Linked DNA regions of Mus musculus: regions 1 and 3 are each linked to region 2. The links are chromatin contacts, called in public Hi-C maps. All regions are on one chromosome and are shown on one strand. The core of a region is the stretch at or near the end of the contact, and the rest is flanking DNA. Distances in the headings are between cores, read along the strand shown. Region 1 has its middle 14 kb from the start of Gm39755. Region 2 overlaps Camk1d (calcium/calmodulin-dependent protein kinase ID). Region 3 holds the start of Sec61a2 (Sec61, alpha subunit 2 (S. cerevisiae)).

Evidence for each region. Hi-C and Micro-C count contacts between places; a contact is called where the count stands out from the background.
Region 1: a contact with region 2 is called in a Hi-C map of the N1E-115 cell line, with 2.8 times the contacts expected there. The contact joins two enhancer-like sites. A contact is called at or near these places in 2 of 15 datasets of contacts at CTCF or cohesin (the NIH/3T3 cell line and large pre-B cells), 3 of 484 Hi-C or Micro-C datasets (the N1E-115 cell line, cranial neural crest and embryonic stem cells) and 1 of 115 datasets of contacts at active chromatin or transcription factors (stem cell-derived neural progenitor cells).
Region 3: a contact with region 2 is called in a Hi-C map of the N1E-115 cell line, with 3 times the contacts expected there. The contact joins the promoter of Sec61a2 here to the enhancer-like site in region 2. A contact is called at or near these places in 1 of 39 promoter capture datasets (embryonic stem cells), 2 of 15 datasets of contacts at CTCF or cohesin (large pre-B cells and pro-B cells), 7 of 484 Hi-C or Micro-C datasets (the G1E-ER4 cell line, the N1E-115 cell line, bone marrow-derived macrophages and 2 more), 3 of 115 datasets of contacts at active chromatin or transcription factors (astrocytes and embryonic stem cells) and 2 of 9 other capture datasets (embryonic stem cells and macrophages).

What each region holds. Positions count from the first base shown.
Region 1 is chr2:5,115,807-5,118,506 of GRCm38.p6, forward strand. No RefSeq gene overlaps it. Among named protein-coding and RNA genes, the nearest start is that of Gm39755, 14 kb to the left of the region's middle. Within about 2 kb of position 1,290, at least 49 of the 459 cell types and tissues checked have an H3K27ac peak or open chromatin away from gene starts, as enhancers often do. A contact at or near this core is called in the N1E-115 cell line, where this site is marked.
Region 2 is chr2:5,395,343-5,398,042 of GRCm38.p6, forward strand. All of the region lies in intron 3 of Camk1d (calcium/calmodulin-dependent protein kinase ID), which reads right to left. Among named protein-coding and RNA genes, the nearest start is that of Gm36906, 82 kb to the left of the region's middle. Within about 2 kb of position 1,254, at least 6 of the 459 cell types and tissues checked have an H3K27ac peak or open chromatin away from gene starts, as enhancers often do. A contact at or near this core is called in the N1E-115 cell line, where this site is marked.
Region 3 is chr2:5,894,123-5,896,822 of GRCm38.p6, forward strand. Sec61a2 (Sec61, alpha subunit 2 (S. cerevisiae)) reads right to left here and starts at 1,310. Exons shown (of 12, transcript NM_021305.4): 1 at 1,135-1,310. The coding sequence starts at 1,141. It overlaps Gm13267 (predicted gene 13267), which reads left to right and starts at 1,342. Exons shown (of 3, transcript NR_166420.1): 1 at 1,342-1,652. It also overlaps a transcript of Dhtkd1 not described here.

The sequences.
Region 1 (2,700 bases), core at 40-2,539, 280 kb before region 2:
ATAGAAACCCTGACTAAGACAGGTACCATCCTCCCTCTTTTGTTATCACATTTATTTGTTCATTTATATTCAGTGTGTGTGTATGTGTGTGTGAGAGAGTGTGTGTCTGTATCTGTGTGTGCATGTGCACATGCCACATCATGTGTGTAGAGGTCAGAGGTCTACTTGAGAGCGCTGTCTCTCTCCTACCACTTGGAGCCTGGGGTTAAAACTTAGATCACTGGGGTTGGGGGCAAGCACTTCCCCATCCCCTTACTGGTCCCACCTTCTTTCTGAGACAACTTCTTACCTTTCACTGAACTTGAACTTAGACTAGGCTGGCTGGTAAGTGAGTCCCAGAAATCCCTCTGTTGAGGATTACAAATACACACTACCAAACCTGTCTCTGGCTTAAAAACAAAACAAAACAAAACAAAACAAAACAAAACAAAACAAAACAAAACAAAAACCTCTTGGGATCAAACACAGGTCTTCATGCTTGCAAGGCGAGCTCTTTACCAATTAAGCTGTCTCCCCAGTCCCCAAGCTGAAATGAATAGATTTCCTTTGGGTCGTTTCTCTAACTGAACTGGGTAAAAGGAAACAGGTTCCTGAAGCACAGCAGAAGCAGCTTTTGCTTTGATTAGGAAGTTGGGGAAGTGAGTAAGGGAACCAACTGGATGCTGCAGGGAGATTGCTCAACTTCCCAAGTGCCCTGATTCACTCACATTAGACTATGTTCTGTGACCTTTTGACATGGGGATGCTCAGCTCTTTATCAATAAAATGGGGTCAATATAACAGCTCTTATTGTTGGACTGAGTTGAGTCAATGAGATCAGGACCTATCAGATACTGGGGAATGCTGGGAGAACAATAGCTATCAGTGAATTAATGATTGGTGTTTTAGTGTCTTAGGACAATGAGGAGACATCGAGAAAGGGACAGAGAGGAAGATGCCACATTTTTAAAGGTTGTATAGAATTTCCTGATAAAATATGACAAATGAAAACCATTCTTGATGGTTGAGTCTGGTTCTAATTAGCCTCTTCAGAATGTGACAGCGTCCATCGGAAGAATTTGCGGTGGAGGGATTGCCTCTCCTCCGGAAGTGTTGGGTTCTGGGAAATGTCCACTGGCAGAGGAATTGACAAGGCTAGACACTGAGCCTTCTCTAAGGTCATCCCTGGTGCTCCCTCCTCCCCACCTCCCAGCCACCACAGCCATCCAGCTCACTGCCACACTAGCCTCTGTTTCCCAGCACTTTTGTTTCCAAGTGACCATCAGTACAGCTAATACCAAAGCAGCCTTTGAAAGTTCTGTATGAAGTGCCCAGATTGCCATGGAAACAAAGGGAGCAGTGGTGGAGCCCTGGGGAGGAGGAGGTATCCTTTGTTTAATTGCTGATGAAGATTCGTGAGGGGAAAGGAAATTTCAGGTCTGGGGAAAGGAGAGATCTGTTCACCAGGAGGAAGTAGAAAGTTGGGAACTGCACCCTGGGGGTGGAGGAGCCACCCCAGACAGCACTGTTGCAATCGCTGGCTCTCTGGAGGCATTTTGATTAGAGAGTTTAATGAACAGGACTGTCAGATTCCTGCTAGAGTGGAGAAAAGGCTTGGGTTACAGCGACTATTAAGAGATTAAACAGAGCCTCTGGGGGTGGGGTACAGTACATTTAGTGTATATGCTTCTTGGCTCCATTTTAAATCCCTTTAAATGCATTACCTGTAGTTTCATTAAGGATTAGATCAGAATGTAGAGTGTTTCCTAAATTTTGGAGAACTGAAGTCAATTCAGGTTTATTACCCCCTCTTGCTTTTGAAAATCACCCCCCCTCTTCCAGGTATCCAACCACAGCACAAATTGCACAGTGTTCTAATACCCGTAACACCTGTATTCCATAACGCTCATTTAAAGCTTGACCGTGTGGCAGAGAACGAAGTCATTCTCGATCTGAAAACTACGCTCTCGTTCAAAATGTTCCAGGTAAAGACTACAGGCCTCTAGAATTAATTTCTGTAGAAACTATGGCAAAACAAAACAAAAATAAAGGAAGCAATTTGTAAAAGCTGTAGGTTATTAAGGGTTGACAAGGAAAGTGTTCTTGTATATAATTTCAAGACACACCTAACTGTAACCATCTAGTTACAGAGCTAGGGAGAGAGTAACCTTAATTCTTCTTAAAGATTAAGAGGAGAAGAAAATAAAGTATAATACCCATCAGGACGAGTTGGTGCTTGGTGTTATGATGGTGTTATTTCCAGTAACTAGCTGAGCCCAGATTCTGTTTTATGACTCATTCCTCATCTGCAAAGGGCTCTTGACCTGACAGCAAGACTCAGAGTGTAAAAACAGAGCACAGGCTCTCCTCAGGCTGGAGAATAATTGGTGTCAGAAAAGACCACTCAGTCCACAGCCACCCAATGTGCAGGTGAGGTGTCATGGCAAACAAAATAAAACGCATCTGATAAGTATAGCTTCTGGAAGCCCAAATGAAAAAAAAATGTAAAAATTTATTACTTGTCTTACTGCTAACAAAACCCTTTTTAAAAAATCTATGTGTACATGTGTGTTTGTGTGTGTTTTCTCTGGCTTAGAGATGCTTACAAAATCCAGAAGAGGATGTTGGGTCCTCTGGACCTGGAGTAAGAGGTAGCTCTAAGATGCTGGGAACTGAACTCTCGTGCAAGAGCAACAAGCTACTCTCAACTTGAGCCCTCTCT
Region 2 (2,700 bases), core at 4-2,503:
TGGATTTAGCTGCTGGTCAAGTTTTCAGGTTTTTTTGTTTGTTTGTTTGTTTGGTTGGTTGGTTGGTTGTTTTTTCTGTTTTTAAGATGAAGTCGATGGAGTAGGTTTGACCTCTCAGGTGCATATAGATATGACAGTGATATCCATTACTCAAGAGCCTGAGACACAGAATCCTAAGTTCAAGACCAGCCTGTACAACTTAGCAAGACACCATCCTAAATTAAATTAAATTAAATTAAATTAAATTAAATGATGGTCAGGGATTTAGCTCAGTGGTCCTGGTTTGTTCTCTGACACCAGAAATTAAAACAGAAATTAAACAAGAAAACAGAAAGCCTGTTCCAAGAGGAGGAGGAGGAGGAGGAGGAGGAGGAGGAGGAGGAGGAGGAGGAGGAGGGAGACTATAAGTGTTTGGTGTGGGGAAAAGGATGGTACATAGAAGGTATGACCCTAAAATAAGTGAGGACAATCATTTAGGTCAACTCCATCCAGCTTGCTTCCTTTATGTTGGCTCATTTTTGGTCAGAGCAAAATCAGGGGAATGTCTCCCTCCATTCTTCAGTAGTGTAATGGGATGCATGGTGAGACCTTGTGGGAAGCATTTATGAAACAAAGGGTGCTCAACACAGTCTGGTCAGAGAATCTGTAGGGTCAACCCCCCACAGTGGTTTCACTGTACCTCTATTTGGTTTTGATGAGTCAAACAAATCTCTCTGATGTGTTTTGCAAATGTGAATATGCCCAAGAGGACGATAGGGAAAAGAAAGGCAAATTGAAGAGATGATATGAAGTCAGTGGGGACTTCCTCTGTCTGTTCTCAGTGTTCGTGGGAAGGGTGAGATCTAACAGTGAAACTCTCAAGGTCCTGTGTGTTCAGAAAAGAAGCATAAGAGAGGAGGATCAAGAGATGGGTGGTTCCAGCTTTAAAACAATGAGAAAGCCTGTGAAATCAAGTCACGACTCATGAGTAGAAACAGCCCTGAGGTTCTTACATCATTAATCAATTAATTACATCACACACCAAACACACATACACACATACACACACATATACATGTACACACATGCACACACACACACACACACACACACACACACACACACACCATTCTTGTGTTGTATGAAAACTCAAACACCATTTCATAATCAAAGAAGTGGCACGCCAAGCAATAACACTGCTCAGTTCAGCCTGAAGTCAGAAGACCCACTCAGCCATCAAGCTGCCTTTCAGGGAAGGCAATCTATCTCCCCTAAGTGCAGATTTAAAAACTAGAGGGAGCCATCTGGTGGCTTGAGTGTCTGTTAATTAAAACCCTTCTCTTAGCTTTGTACCCCATGGGCACCTTTACTTCAGCAAAAAGGCATTAGACAAAGCAGTGGTGAGTCTGGACACCAGACCTGAGTTTGATCCTTAGCATCCATGCAAAAACAAAAACAAAAACAAACAAACAAAAACAACAACAACAAAATAAACCCAGACATGGTGGTGTGTAACTGTAACCCCAGTCAGTGCTGGGGGACCCCAAGGGCTTGTTGGCCATTGAGTCTAGCCAAAATGGCAAGTTCCAAATTCAGTGAGACCATATCTCAAAAAAGGAAAAAAAATAATAAGGTGAAGAACCAACTGAAAAAGACGTCCCAAAGGCAGACTCTGGCCTCCACATGTACTAGCATAGTGGAGTCCAGATGCATATCTGCATATGTATACTCACACACACACACATACACACAGAGACACACACACACAGACATGTGCACAGACACACACATACACAAATACACACATACACATGCACACACACACCAAACACACACATACATACACACACAAACACACACACATACACACACAGAGACACATGCACACACACACATACACACATACACACACAGAGACACATGTACACACACACATACACACACATATACATGTACACACATGCTCATGCATACACACACACACATACACAAACACCACACACACACACACCCCATTCTTGTGTTGTATGAAAACTCAAACACCATTTACTGGGAATTAAAAAAAAAGAAGCTTTCCTGTGCTGTATCAATGTCAAACATCTATGTTTACACAGAATCTAATCAAGATTAAGAGTGTGTACCCTCAGGAGGAATACTGGAAGTATTTCCCTATTTCTGAAAACGAACCCAAATGAAGAGTCTATGAATGGTAAAAGGTTTTGCTTTGAACTTGATCTTAAGATCAAGTACCACATGCAGTAGGAGACAACTGAATAGGAATAAAACTAAAAATTAACTGAAATCATGTGAGCCAATGGCCCCCTGAGAGGTTACACAGGTTTCACGAGCTTGGTCATGTTTCCATTTTGGTAGTAGACTTTTCCAGAAAACCTCAACTACTGAAACCCATTAAAATAATTTGGTTTAATGTGCCCTTCCATTCAGTTCTGCCTGGGGATTGCTACTGATTGCAGTATAATGTCTGTTTTTGCAAATGTTGATTTTCTCCTCTGTGGCAGATCTTTTTATTTTTTTTCTCACGGAGGAAACTTCATGTGTTATAATCACCAGGAAATAATTACTTCAAAACTGGAGACAAAGCTGGGCATCGTGGTTCGTGCCTTTACTCCCAGCATTTACTATGTAGTGGCAGGTGGATCTCTGTTAGTTCAAGCCAGTCTGCAATACAGAGTGAATTCCAGGCCAGATAAAATAGTGAGA
Region 3 (2,700 bases), core at 60-2,559, 500 kb after region 2:
TCTGAAGACAGCTACAGTGTACTTACATATAATAAATAAATAAATCTTTAAAAAAAAAAAAAAAAAAAAAAAAGTAAATCTAAATTCTGAAAACATTTACCTGCAATTAAAAAAACAACAACTATGGGTCACAACACTGGGAAACTGTCTAGAATCGCCTCCCTTCCCCATCTCAGCCCAGGCTACTCTCCGAGATTTATTGCTAGTTTATGAATTACTGTACTGGCGTTCAGGATCAAAAAACGCTGTTGCGTGCCGCCATGTACTGCCTCTCCCCGTGTTGCACAATTCCATTTTTATTCACAATTCAAGGCCAAGGGTCTCTTATTTCCTTTCCAATTTTCCCCAAATGTCTACTGTTAGCCAATGGAGTGCATCGCAACGTTATCCCTTTATACACAAACATGTGAACTGCTAGGTAAAGTATCTGTGTGAAAATACATGAGGGTGAGTGATTGGGCAGGGCCCTGGAAGGATCTTATAATGCGAGGCCTCGTCCATACCTTGCGCACCAACTTACAGTTTTCAATGAACACTACAGAATGACTGGGAAGAATTAATCTAGGAAAATGCTGAGCTACTGATCACACGCCTTTCCTCCCCTAAAACGCATGCTACGAATCACATTTTTAAAAAAGGGAGACTTGGTGGGGGAGGTTATGGGGGACTTTTTGGGATAGCATTGGAAATGTAAATGAGGAAAATACCTAATAAAAAATATTTTTTTAAAAAAAGGGAGACTTATTCGTCGCAACACACCAAGGAAGCGTGATTCAAGAATAATAATTTAAAAATTAATGAGTTTCCTGAGATTCAGAAAAAGCCCAAGTGGTCCAAGCCGTGGAGTGTGCTAACTACCCCCCGCCCCCAGCCAATGGCCTCCCCGCGCCATCCTCGCTCCTCGCCTCCTAAGGGGAGCAAACCGGGACTTCTGAGTTCCCGTGACCCGCCGGGCAAGGCCTCGCTGACCCGAGGCGCCTTGGCGGGTCCCCAGCTCGCTCTGCCCGTGGCGACCCCAACGAGGCCTGCGCATCCCCCGCACCCAAGACCACCCCAAGGAGTAAGCGACTCCACTGCCCACAGCCCGAAAGGACCCGCGGCCTTCGAGGTTCGCGCTCCAGCCACCACACTCACTGCCCATGGCGGCGGCTCAGCACACCCGGCGGGCACCCGCGGCCTCGCAGCTGCCTCCGCTCCGTTCCTCACGACTCTGGCCTAGGCGGCGGAGGCTGGGGACACGCTCTGGCCGTCCCCGCACAAGCTCCGCCCACAGAGTCATGTGACATGCGCTCTAGGCTCCTCCCAGACCTAGCCTGGCCGTTGGCGGACGTCCACCGCGTTGCTATGGTCACCGTTGGCGCGGCGGCGGGGGCGGGACTGGATGGCAAGAGGCGGGGCGGCCTGCCGTGGTGGGCGGTTCTTAGTTGCTCTACTCCAGGACAAGGGTTTTCCTTTTCAAAGCTGTTTTCTAGATAAGGTTTCCTGGTCCAGGTACCCCAAGGCCTAGAGCTGAGCTACCTGAGCCAGACTTTTCTTTCCGCCCCATCTTAACTGTAACTTCTTAGACATTTGTGAAAACTGGTAATACACTGCAGACAATAGTACTTTCCAGTACTTCCCCATCTTCAAAATAGACATCAAGGCATCAAGAGGTATAAACTCTTTTATCTGTCTCTCTTTTTCAGAAAGAAACCTTTTTAGGCCGGGCGGTGGTGGCGCACGCCTTTAATCCCAGCACTCGGGAGGCAGAGGCAGGTGGATTTCTGAGTTCGAGGCCAGCCTGGTCTACAGAGTGAGTTCCAGGACAGCCAGGGATACACAGAGAAACCCTGTCTCGAACCCGCCCCCCCAAAAAAAACCCAGTAAAACTTCCAAGGTAATATAGGTAAATTAGAGAAGTTAATTTCAGACTATTTTTCCCAAATAGGAAATATATGGAAAACATAAGAAATTTGAGTAAAATGGTTCTTTCAAGGTGGTAATTTTTATTTTGCTAAGAATAATGTGATATATGGGGGGTGGGTATGGGGGACCTTTGGGATAGCATTGAAAATGTAAACAAGGAAAATACCTAATTAAAAAAAAAGAATAATGTGTCATTTTAAGCAAAATTCATTATTTTTAATATTTCAACTTACTAATTACATAACTGAAGCTCTAGTTCTCACTGAACATTAAACATGCATAATTATGGACAGCAGATAAGAAAAACTAACATTTTTAAGAGGAAAGAAAATACAGTAGTGTTTCATATGAAATAATTCAAATGTCCCTTTCTGCAACACAATTCAGAATGTGGCTGATATAAAGGTAGAAAGGCAGAAGACATTTTCATAGCTCTGTCAGGGAAAACTGTAACAAGAAATAATAAACTTGTGAGAGGCAGCATAGGAAGAAATTTAGAAAGAGCAAGACAAAAACATTTTTAAATATATTAAATTCCATCTTAGAGTTTTAATATCTTTTAATTTAAGAAACCAAAAGATAAGAGAATAAAGGTACATTATGGTTTTTTTAAACTTAAATATACACTATTATTCTTATTAAACTTGCCTTTGAAACTTTACAGATTTATATAAGTAGTAATGAAGTGACAAGATTCATAAGGCTCGGCAAAAGAAAGAAGGACTGAAGGATGCAGAAAGGAAAGGGAGGGAAAGGGTTAAAGAGATGGCACAATGATGGAGCCAGTAAGTACAA